Regions from separate parts of the Mus musculus genome. Here all the other regions are linked to region 1. The links are chromatin contacts, called in public ChIA-PET and promoter capture Hi-C maps. All regions are on one chromosome and are shown on one strand. Each heading gives the region's core, a stretch centred on a gene start, on an enhancer-like site or on the middle of the called end of the contact. The rest is flanking DNA. Distances are from core to core; before and after follow the strand shown.

What was found. Promoter capture Hi-C pulls out the DNA fragments that hold promoters and counts their contacts. ChIA-PET counts read pairs in DNA pulled down with a chosen protein or histone mark.
Region 2: a promoter capture Hi-C map of neural stem cells shows a contact between it and region 1. The contact joins the promoter of Amer3 here to the promoter of Fam168b in region 1. A contact is called at or near these places in 3 of 39 promoter capture datasets (cranial neural crest, embryonic stem cells and neural stem cells), 3 of 484 Hi-C or Micro-C datasets (all in embryonic stem cells) and 1 of 9 other capture datasets (pancreatic islet).
Region 3: a contact with region 1 is called in an RNA polymerase II ChIA-PET map of effector CD8 T cells, with 13 read pairs. The contact joins the enhancer-like site here to the promoter of Fam168b in region 1. A contact is called at or near these places in 1 of 484 Hi-C or Micro-C datasets (the HPC-7 cell line), 6 of 115 datasets of contacts at active chromatin or transcription factors (bone marrow-derived macrophages, effector CD8 T cells, large pre-B cells and 3 more) and 1 of 9 other capture datasets (liver).

The regions. Positions count from the first base shown.
Region 1 is chr1:34,841,798-34,844,497 of GRCm38.p6, reverse strand. It overlaps Fam168b (family with sequence similarity 168, member B), which reads left to right and starts at 1,448. Exons shown (of 7, transcript NM_174997.2): 1 at 1,448-1,670.
Region 2 is chr1:34,578,433-34,581,132 of GRCm38.p6, reverse strand. Amer3 (APC membrane recruitment 3) reads right to left here and starts at 1,440. Exons shown (of 2, transcript NM_213727.2): 1 at 1,367-1,440.
Region 3 is chr1:34,509,603-34,512,302 of GRCm38.p6, reverse strand. No RefSeq gene overlaps it. Among named protein-coding and RNA genes, the nearest start is that of 4930568A12Rik, 12 kb to the right of the region's middle. Within about 2 kb of position 1,407, at least 102 of the 459 cell types and tissues checked have an H3K27ac peak or open chromatin away from gene starts, as enhancers often do. A contact at or near this core is called in the HPC-7 cell line, effector CD8 T cells, memory CD8 T cells and 2 more, where this site is marked.

The sequences.
Region 1 (2,700 bases), core at 199-2,698:
TGTTTCCACACTTAAAAATGTATGCCTTTTTTAAAAGTTGGAATCTATTCTGGTGCATGAGTTACAGATACAGTCTATACGTTTGTGGTGGCCCCAGTACCAATAATTTAGTGATCCTTCTTCATCCTCAGCTAGTCATGTTTGCTGTGGAAAAAAAATGGTGGGAAAAGCCAGGCATGGTGGCACATGTCCTTAATCCCAGCACTTAAGGGCAGAGGCAGGCAAATCTCTGAGTCTGTGTAGCATACACAGTGTCAGCTCTCAGGCTAGCAGCCAAGACATCAACATGTAGATTTTTTTTTTGAACCTTTAAGATCCAAATAATAGCACCTAGTGATATGAAATATTTTATTAGATGTCAACTTCTCCCAATTGTTTTAGTATACTTCTGGATTTCCCATTACATTCCATTGGTTCATTATTTGTGCACTAGTGAGCTTATCGGCTGCAGCCTTTAAATATGCTTTCATATCTGATAGGAAGCTTAACTGCCCCTTTTTTACTATTCTCTATTCCCAAACATTTCCTAGCATGCATACTTGATGTTGACTTTTCTGTTTTGTGAAGCCAGTGTGGTTTGGGGCTTGCTCTAAGTGCTTGTTATTTCTTAGCTCTGTGACAGATGCAAGCTTACCGGGGTAAAAATCTTTTTGGTGGCCTTGGAACTGAAAGATCAAAAAGAAAAGAGGGTGGAGAGATGCCTCAGTGATTATTTTTCTTCTCTAGACAGAATTTTTCTGCATAGCCTTGGCTGATATCAATCCTTAGACCAAGTTGGCCTCTAACTTAGAGATCCCCCTGCCTCTGCGTCCCAAATGTTGGGGTTAAAGGCTATGTTTGCTGCTTGCTCTTATAGAGCACCTGGGTTCAATTCACAGAATGGTTCATAAACATCTGTAACTCCCTCTTCTGACCTCTGTAGGCGTTAAGCAGGTACTTGGCAGTGAACACACATTCTTGCAGGCGAAACACTCACACACAAAACGAATACATCTTTTTAAAGGGGGGTGGGGAATCCCAGAGATGGCTCAGAGAAGTTTCCATCACCACCGCACGTAGGAAAGCTAGAAATCCCCTGTAACTCCAGCTAGAGAGGATCACATGCCAGCACTCTTGTGAACAACCCCACACACAGCTACACACTTACACGCATATTAAAAATAAAATCTTAGGACTGTGCTCGGTGGCTGTCGCTTTAAGGCCAGTACTCTAGAGGTAGATGCAGGAAGAGCTGTAAATTCAAGGCCATCCTGGTCCAAAACCAAACAAGGACAAAACAGGGGAAATGCTTACAACGGGCCATAACTACTTTCTACAAGGATGTTTGCAGCCCGGTTTTAGCCGGAGCTTGAGCGGAGGCTCGCAGTCTAGGCGCGCGTCCTAGCATCCGGGCATCTCGCGCAAGCCTCTCGGGGCGCGCGCGCGCAGCTGCGTCACGTGCCCGGCGCGCCCCCGGCTGGCGCGCGGCGGGCGGAAGTGAGGTCGTGGGCTGCGGTGTCTGCGCAGCGTCGGCGGGAGCGGGGGCCGCGGCGAGGCTGGCGGGCGGGCGGGAGGCAGCGCGGGCCTAGCGGTCGGCCGCAACCGAGCGTCGTCTGGGCACTGCCCGTCGCCGAGCCCCACGCCGTGCCGGCTCGGGCCGGCGCGCGCCGGTCCCGGAGGCTCAGGCCACCGTGAGTACGGGAAGCATGGGGGCGGCAGCTCGGGGCGGGCGGGCGGGCGCGGGCCGGAAGTGCGGCGCTTTGTGCAGCGCCTGGTCGGGCCGCGCGGGGAGCAGGGGCGCCGCTTTGTCCGCGGCGGGCCGGGGGGCGGGGCGGGAAGGTCGCGGGGCCGCCGCAGACCCGGCGATCCCCCTCTCGCTGGAAAACGTGGGCTTCGGAGGGTACCTTAGCAAAGGAAGGACGTTCCGGGCCGTGGCCCAGGTTCATCTGAAAAAAGAGAAGGACGACCTGCCAGCGCGTCCTCGGCTGGGTGTTCTCTCTCGTGGTATCTCCTGCATTGTCTGAGCTGATTGTTTTAAGCACTCACGTAAACATCTTGGAGTGTTCTGCGTGCAAGGAGGTTTGCTAGTGAAAAGGTTCACATGTGCGCATACACACCTTACATTTAAAAAAAATTTAAAAAAAGAAAAAAAGGTTTGGGCAGTTCCTATGCCTTAAACTCTCCACTTCGCCTTGTGTAAGATGAGATGATTTTCTGTAGTATGACAAGATTTTAAATTAGAGTAGTTCTGGTGCAAGTAATTAGGACGGCCTTTAAAACTTCGGTAGGTCAAAGGCTAATGAGTGGTTTTCCCTTTGACAGCCAAGATTTGAGAAATCTAGGCCACCTTTCCTAATGCCGAAGCTACTGTGGTGGAAATCGTTGAAGGGCTTGCTTTCTTTAGTCTTTGTATAAAGCTGGCTCATTTTTTTTTTTTCGGTAGTGTCTGTAGTTTACTCGTGCAGCATTTTTGGAATGTTTTGACATGTGAGAAAAGCTTTACGGGTGTTAAAATTAATTGTAACCAGAACCAAATGAAAGTTAAGGTCTAGTAGGCGGGGGCTTCAGGGTTTTGAGTTGCTTGTCTCTGCATTCACCTAGGAGGTGTTGAGAAGCGGTTGATAGAATTGCCCTTCTCCTGACCTCCTGCCCCTAAGGGTGGAAGTGACCGTCTGTATAAGGCCAGTGCCTGGAACCCAGGAAGGAGGAGGAAACCGCTGG
Region 2 (2,700 bases), core at 191-2,690, 260 kb after region 1:
GTCTGGAAACTTTACTTCTACAAACGCAATTTATGCTAATAATTTTCAAAGACAGGCCCCCAACTACACTAAGCAGCCTCTCACCTCTAATATGAACCTTTGCATTCCATGAGCTCAGAACCCATGCAGGACACTTATTTAATCCATTCTCTTTCAAGGATGTGAAAACCTAAAAGACAGCAGAAGACCAAGGAGACACAGAAAGTGCATTCTAGACAGTGGACACACCCTGCAAAAGGCCCCAAGGAAAAGAGACATATAAACATGGATGCAGCGGTGACTGAAAGAGCAATGGGAACAGGCCAGGAGATCAGTCAGGAGGCCATAGCTGACCCAAGGACCCTGGACGGAGTGTGAGGAGCTACAGGTGAAAGTGGAAACTTGGGACAAGAGAGAATGGGGGGAAAGGAATGTGAATCTGAAACTACATCAGAGATCAGCAGAAAGGCGATCATGGAGATGTTCGTGTCTGCTTCTGACTCTCAGCACACCAGGACAGGAGTTTACTACAAAATTAACACTTCACGAAGCGACCTCTCTATTTTTTCCATATAGTGACAATTTTTTGATCAGTTATCTCGGATTTTCTAACCCCTCCCCCCCCCCGAATGTAATTCTGTACCTTCTTTTCTTTTAGTATGGAAAAAAATCTTATAGAGCAAAATTAAGAAGAAAAACAAGTGACCACATGGCCTGTAGTTTTAGCATTTGAAATGCTCGCCCCTCCCCTCCCCCAAACCCTAGCAGGTCACAGCGGGCTGTTAAGTATGAAGAGGTGTCATATTTAAAGAAGAGCAGCCCTAGATGAGGTACCTTGCCCAGCGACTTCATTGGTGTTGGGGAGGAGGTAGCAAAGGCTAGGGGGCAGTAGTTTGTCTCTGTGGCAGAGTGCCTTGTTGCTGGTGTGGTGAAGGCCCAAGTGACATGGAAAAGCTCTCGTGTTCTGGGATGGGGGTGGGGATGGTAATAAAGCAGAAATAGAATCTGCAGCGAGAACCACCCACTCCCACACTGGGGAGACAATGGGCCCTATGGGTGAGGGTCCTGGCCCACGTCCTCCTAGAGAGCTCTGCCAAATGGACAGATGGACCACTATAATCTTACTTGTTCTTCCCCAGACCCCTCGTCGCGGTGACAGGGTTTTTCGCATTCCCTAACCTAAACCTAACCCAGTCACTGAGCTCAGCTCCAGGCCCCGCGCATCCTCTCTGGGCGCCGCGGAGTGGAGGCAGTGCCCATCTAGGGCCCCTTCACTCTCCCACCCATCACAGAGAATGCATTCAAACATTTCCCGGTCCCCCCTAGCTCCCGATGAGGACCAGCGAGGCAGGGACCAACGCAGCCTCTCGGGGCCTCAGCCACTTACCGCCGGGGCTGGGGAGTGTCGCAGGGCGCGGCCGTGCCCGAGCCAGGAACGAGTGCGCGCCCGAGCCTCGCGTCAGCACCACGGCCAGCTCCAGGTTCCGCGCCGCCGTTGGGGGCGGGCCTCCGGGCACCCGCGCGCACCACCAGCCTCGGCTCCGCCGCGCTTGGGAGGGCGGTGACCGGAGGACGCTGGCGAGTAGCGGAGGAGCGAGGAGACTTAGCCGCCACTGCGCCGCCGCCACACAGAATTGCTGGCTTTGTTCTAGCTCTCTCCCTCTGCCCACCTAGCTGCTCCCATAATGCTGTGGGTTTTGCATCCCTAAACCCCTTTGGTCCTCAGTCCGGGGGTCCCCGTATACCCGGAGACTACAGGTGTGGGTCCCCCGCCCTCCTGAATCCCGCAGGTCCAGGACCCGCTGACTCCAGCTCTTTCCAAAAGACGATGTCACACACAGCCTCTCTAGCAGTCTTACTGAAGATTCAGGATTCTAAGGCTTGGAAGAATGAGCAAGTCAATGTGGGGAGGAAGAAAATCATAAATTAAAAGAGACATTTCCTTTCCACGCACTTACTGTGTGGTCTGCTGATGCTATCCCCCTGCCGCAGTCTTGAAGATCAAACAGAAACGATTTGGGGAACCCCTCCCGCAGAACTGAGGACGAGGGCCCCCCAGGCTGGTCCAGTGTCCAGGGCTGAGCTGGCAGGTGGGGATAAAGGGTAAAGAAACTCCGCTAGCGTTTAGGCGGTCTTGTCTCCTGCCGGGGTGGAGCCAAGGATGGGAAGCCTAACTGCTTCTGTTTGGGAAAGGCTGATCTCAACAAGGGGCTAGTCACAAGTGTGAGCAGGCTGAAGAGCAGTTGCAAAGGAGCCAGTTAGGATTAGGCTGAGAACCAGGGAATAAGAGGGGTGGTGACTGACAAAGACCACGCACTTCTTTGAGCCAGAAGGCTCCCTCTCTGTCCTACATCTAAAAAGTCCCGCACTCAAGGTTTTTCCAACCTTTTGATCTGCAGTGCTTTGGCAAGCCTTAACCAGTTGAAACTTCTCTCTGCCAGCCAGGGAGATGACCCATTTCTAGGGGAGCTACACGGTTGAATCTTCTTTCTACACAAACCTCCCACTAAGTGTGGTGTGTGTGTGTGTGTGCCCTGTGTGGATGTGTGCACATGCGCATGCGTGGCATAGGCCTGTGGAGGCCAAAGGTTGAGTGTCTGCCTCAACGGTTTTACTTTGTTAATGTCTCTGGAGAGAGTCTTTTGCTGAACCCTGGACGGGAAGCTCATCATTTAGTAGGTCTGGTAGGTCTAATTGACCAAGGATCATCTGATCTTCTTT
Region 3 (2,700 bases), core at 158-2,657, 330 kb after region 1:
GCCCCACACTGCACTGCCTAGTGACCTGCCATTGAGTCTCAAAAAGGACATCTTTCCTGTCAGAGGACTCTGGGAAGCCCAGGGCAGGGAGGGTCTTCTCTTCTCTCCTGCAGGACAGCAGCAGCTGGCTGAAGAAGCGGGGGTGGGGGGTGGGGGTGGGGGGGGCAGTGTCACTCCACAATTACCAAAACATTAGCCCTGGTGTAAGGAAGCCCAAGAAAAGCTGTACTGTTTAAATCCAGCTTCATTTCTAGGTAATTCTCCATTACTCTTTGTATCCAGTAAGCTCGAACTGAAGATCCAAAAACTGTCGTCATGGGGCTAAGCCATGGGCACTTTTTCACTTAACATTGGGGAGTGTTGTGATGGCTAAAGAAACTCCATTTGGTGTTAGGCATCCATCTTGGTTCTCATTAGCTGTTTTTCTCAAACCCCAGTCCCTAGAAGTTATGTTCCCAGTAACCCCGACTCAGTGACCCCCCCCACCCAAAAATATATAGCCATCACTATCTACTTATTATGATATGACTAAGTGCTTTTTTATTTTTTTATTTTTTATTTATTTATTTATTTATTTATTTATTTATTTTTTGCTTCTGTAACTTGCAGATACCCAGATCGTTGAAAGTCTTCCCCATAACCCTCTGCCCTGGCAAGCTCAAATGTGGCTCAGAGATGGTTTGTCCTGTTAGCAGCTAATCAATAAACCTTTTAATTAAAGTTGGATTGAGTCTATGGACTTTTCCCAGGGGTCACAAACTCCATAACAATATTACTGGTTGAGCTATTTTTAATACAGCCAGACCTTCCTTTTCCCTAATTTTATCTCTAAACTCCAGTTGAATTAGTCCACACGGAATCTTGCTGCTTTTTCCTACAGTATGCCTCACTGTGCCTGCTGCATACCTGGTAACAAGGGTCCATATACCCCTCTACAGGTGGCTGGGGACCCACGTTAGGGGTTAGAATAAATCAGGTGGTGGGACTGAGATTCAATCCCCCACTGCCTGAGGCTGCCAATAGAGCTGATCAACAGCGCCCTCCAGTGGCTGAGGGTTATCTGTGCACCCTTGCACCCTGTTGGTTCACGGGATCCTATAGGGTGAAAGCTCCTACTGTTTGACCAGGTCAGGGAAGGCCAGAACTTCATCATGAGCTCTGCACACTCTTCCCATCTCTCTCTCCCTGTCCCTGTCCCTGTCCCTGTCCCTGTCCCTGTCCCTGTCCCTGTCCCTGTCCCTCCCCCTCTCTCCCTCTCCCTCTCTCCCTCTCCCTCCCTCTCTCCCTCCCTCCCTCTCTCCCTCCTTCCCTCCTTCTCCCCTACCCCCTTCCCACTTCCTCCTCTTCCCCACCCCTTACTCCCCCTCCTTAAGGCAGAACCAAAACAGAACAAGTTGTTGTGCATTTGGGACTCCTACGCTGACAACTGACAGCTTGCCCTGTGGCTGAGGCACAGGAACTGTGGCAGGGTGGTTTTAGGGAACGGAAGTTAATTTGAGTTCGAGGTTCTGGCATGTAGATCTGGTGAACAAGGTTGGTTTCCTCTGGTAATCATAGCCGCGGCAGGGCTGGTGGAGAGAGGCATGCTTAGAAAAGACCAGTGAGAGCGAACCACTGCCCTGGGGGTGGAAGGTTTCTGTTCCACAGTCAAGAAGTGTGGCGTTCACCCTCCCTCCTGTCCTATTGTCTGGTGTGCTGGGGAGTGCTGGGTCCTGGTGAGCACTAAGCAAGAATTATATCAGCAACCCACTAAAAACAAGCCACAAAAACCAACCTACTATAACCATTCCACTAAAACCTGTAACCTCGCCCCCCCCCCCCCCCCCCCCCGCCCAGCCTGAAATCTGACTGGTCAGGTTTGACTGTTAGCGCTAGAAGATCATGGGGGTGAAGCCTGCCACCCTGTCGTTCTGCCACTCCCACTGATACTGCCTGTCGCCTAGCTGTTCTGGAGCCAACACGTGGTCGCCTGAAACTGGACTCCAAGGATGATTTGGTGGGAATGGGCCCCTCCCCCTTCTTCATAACCCCATGTCTCCGAATAGTAACCTTGATCAGTCTGATGTCTTGGTTCCATCCTTTCTCACACCGCCTAGTTCCCTCTTTTCTTTCAGATTCCAAGATGCCTCCCAGGCTAGAACCCAGACATGTGAGCCGCTGGTCTGCCTCAACACCAACCCAATAAAAATGTTTTTCAAATTATTCTTCCCTTATGTGTGCCCTCTAAGCCATTTTGGGATCTTTAATTTGAATTTTAAGTAGTGTTTTCATTTCTCTGGCAGTGGAGCCAGAGCACTGGGCAGAAAGAGACACTCATCACCGACAGCTTTATGGTCACTCATTAATTAGGATAAAGCCTTAAGTGAAGAATGAGTGTTATCACTATAATAATAATAATAATAATAATAATAATAATAATAATAATAATAATAGTTATTATTATTATTATTATTATTATTATTTCCACTTAAAAAGCCTGAATTACTTATGTCTAAGCTCCACCCCACAGTTACCTGGCACTAGCCAGGTATGCCTGACTCACTATCAAGGGGGCTGCTTGCCCCCTCCTCTCTCTCTTGCTCTTGCCTTCCTGCTCCCACTCTGTCTCCTCGCCCCTCCCCGCTCTCTCTCCACATGCTCATGGCTGGCTTCTACTCTTCTACTTCTCTCTCTATCTCACTCCCTCGCTCGCTCGCTCGC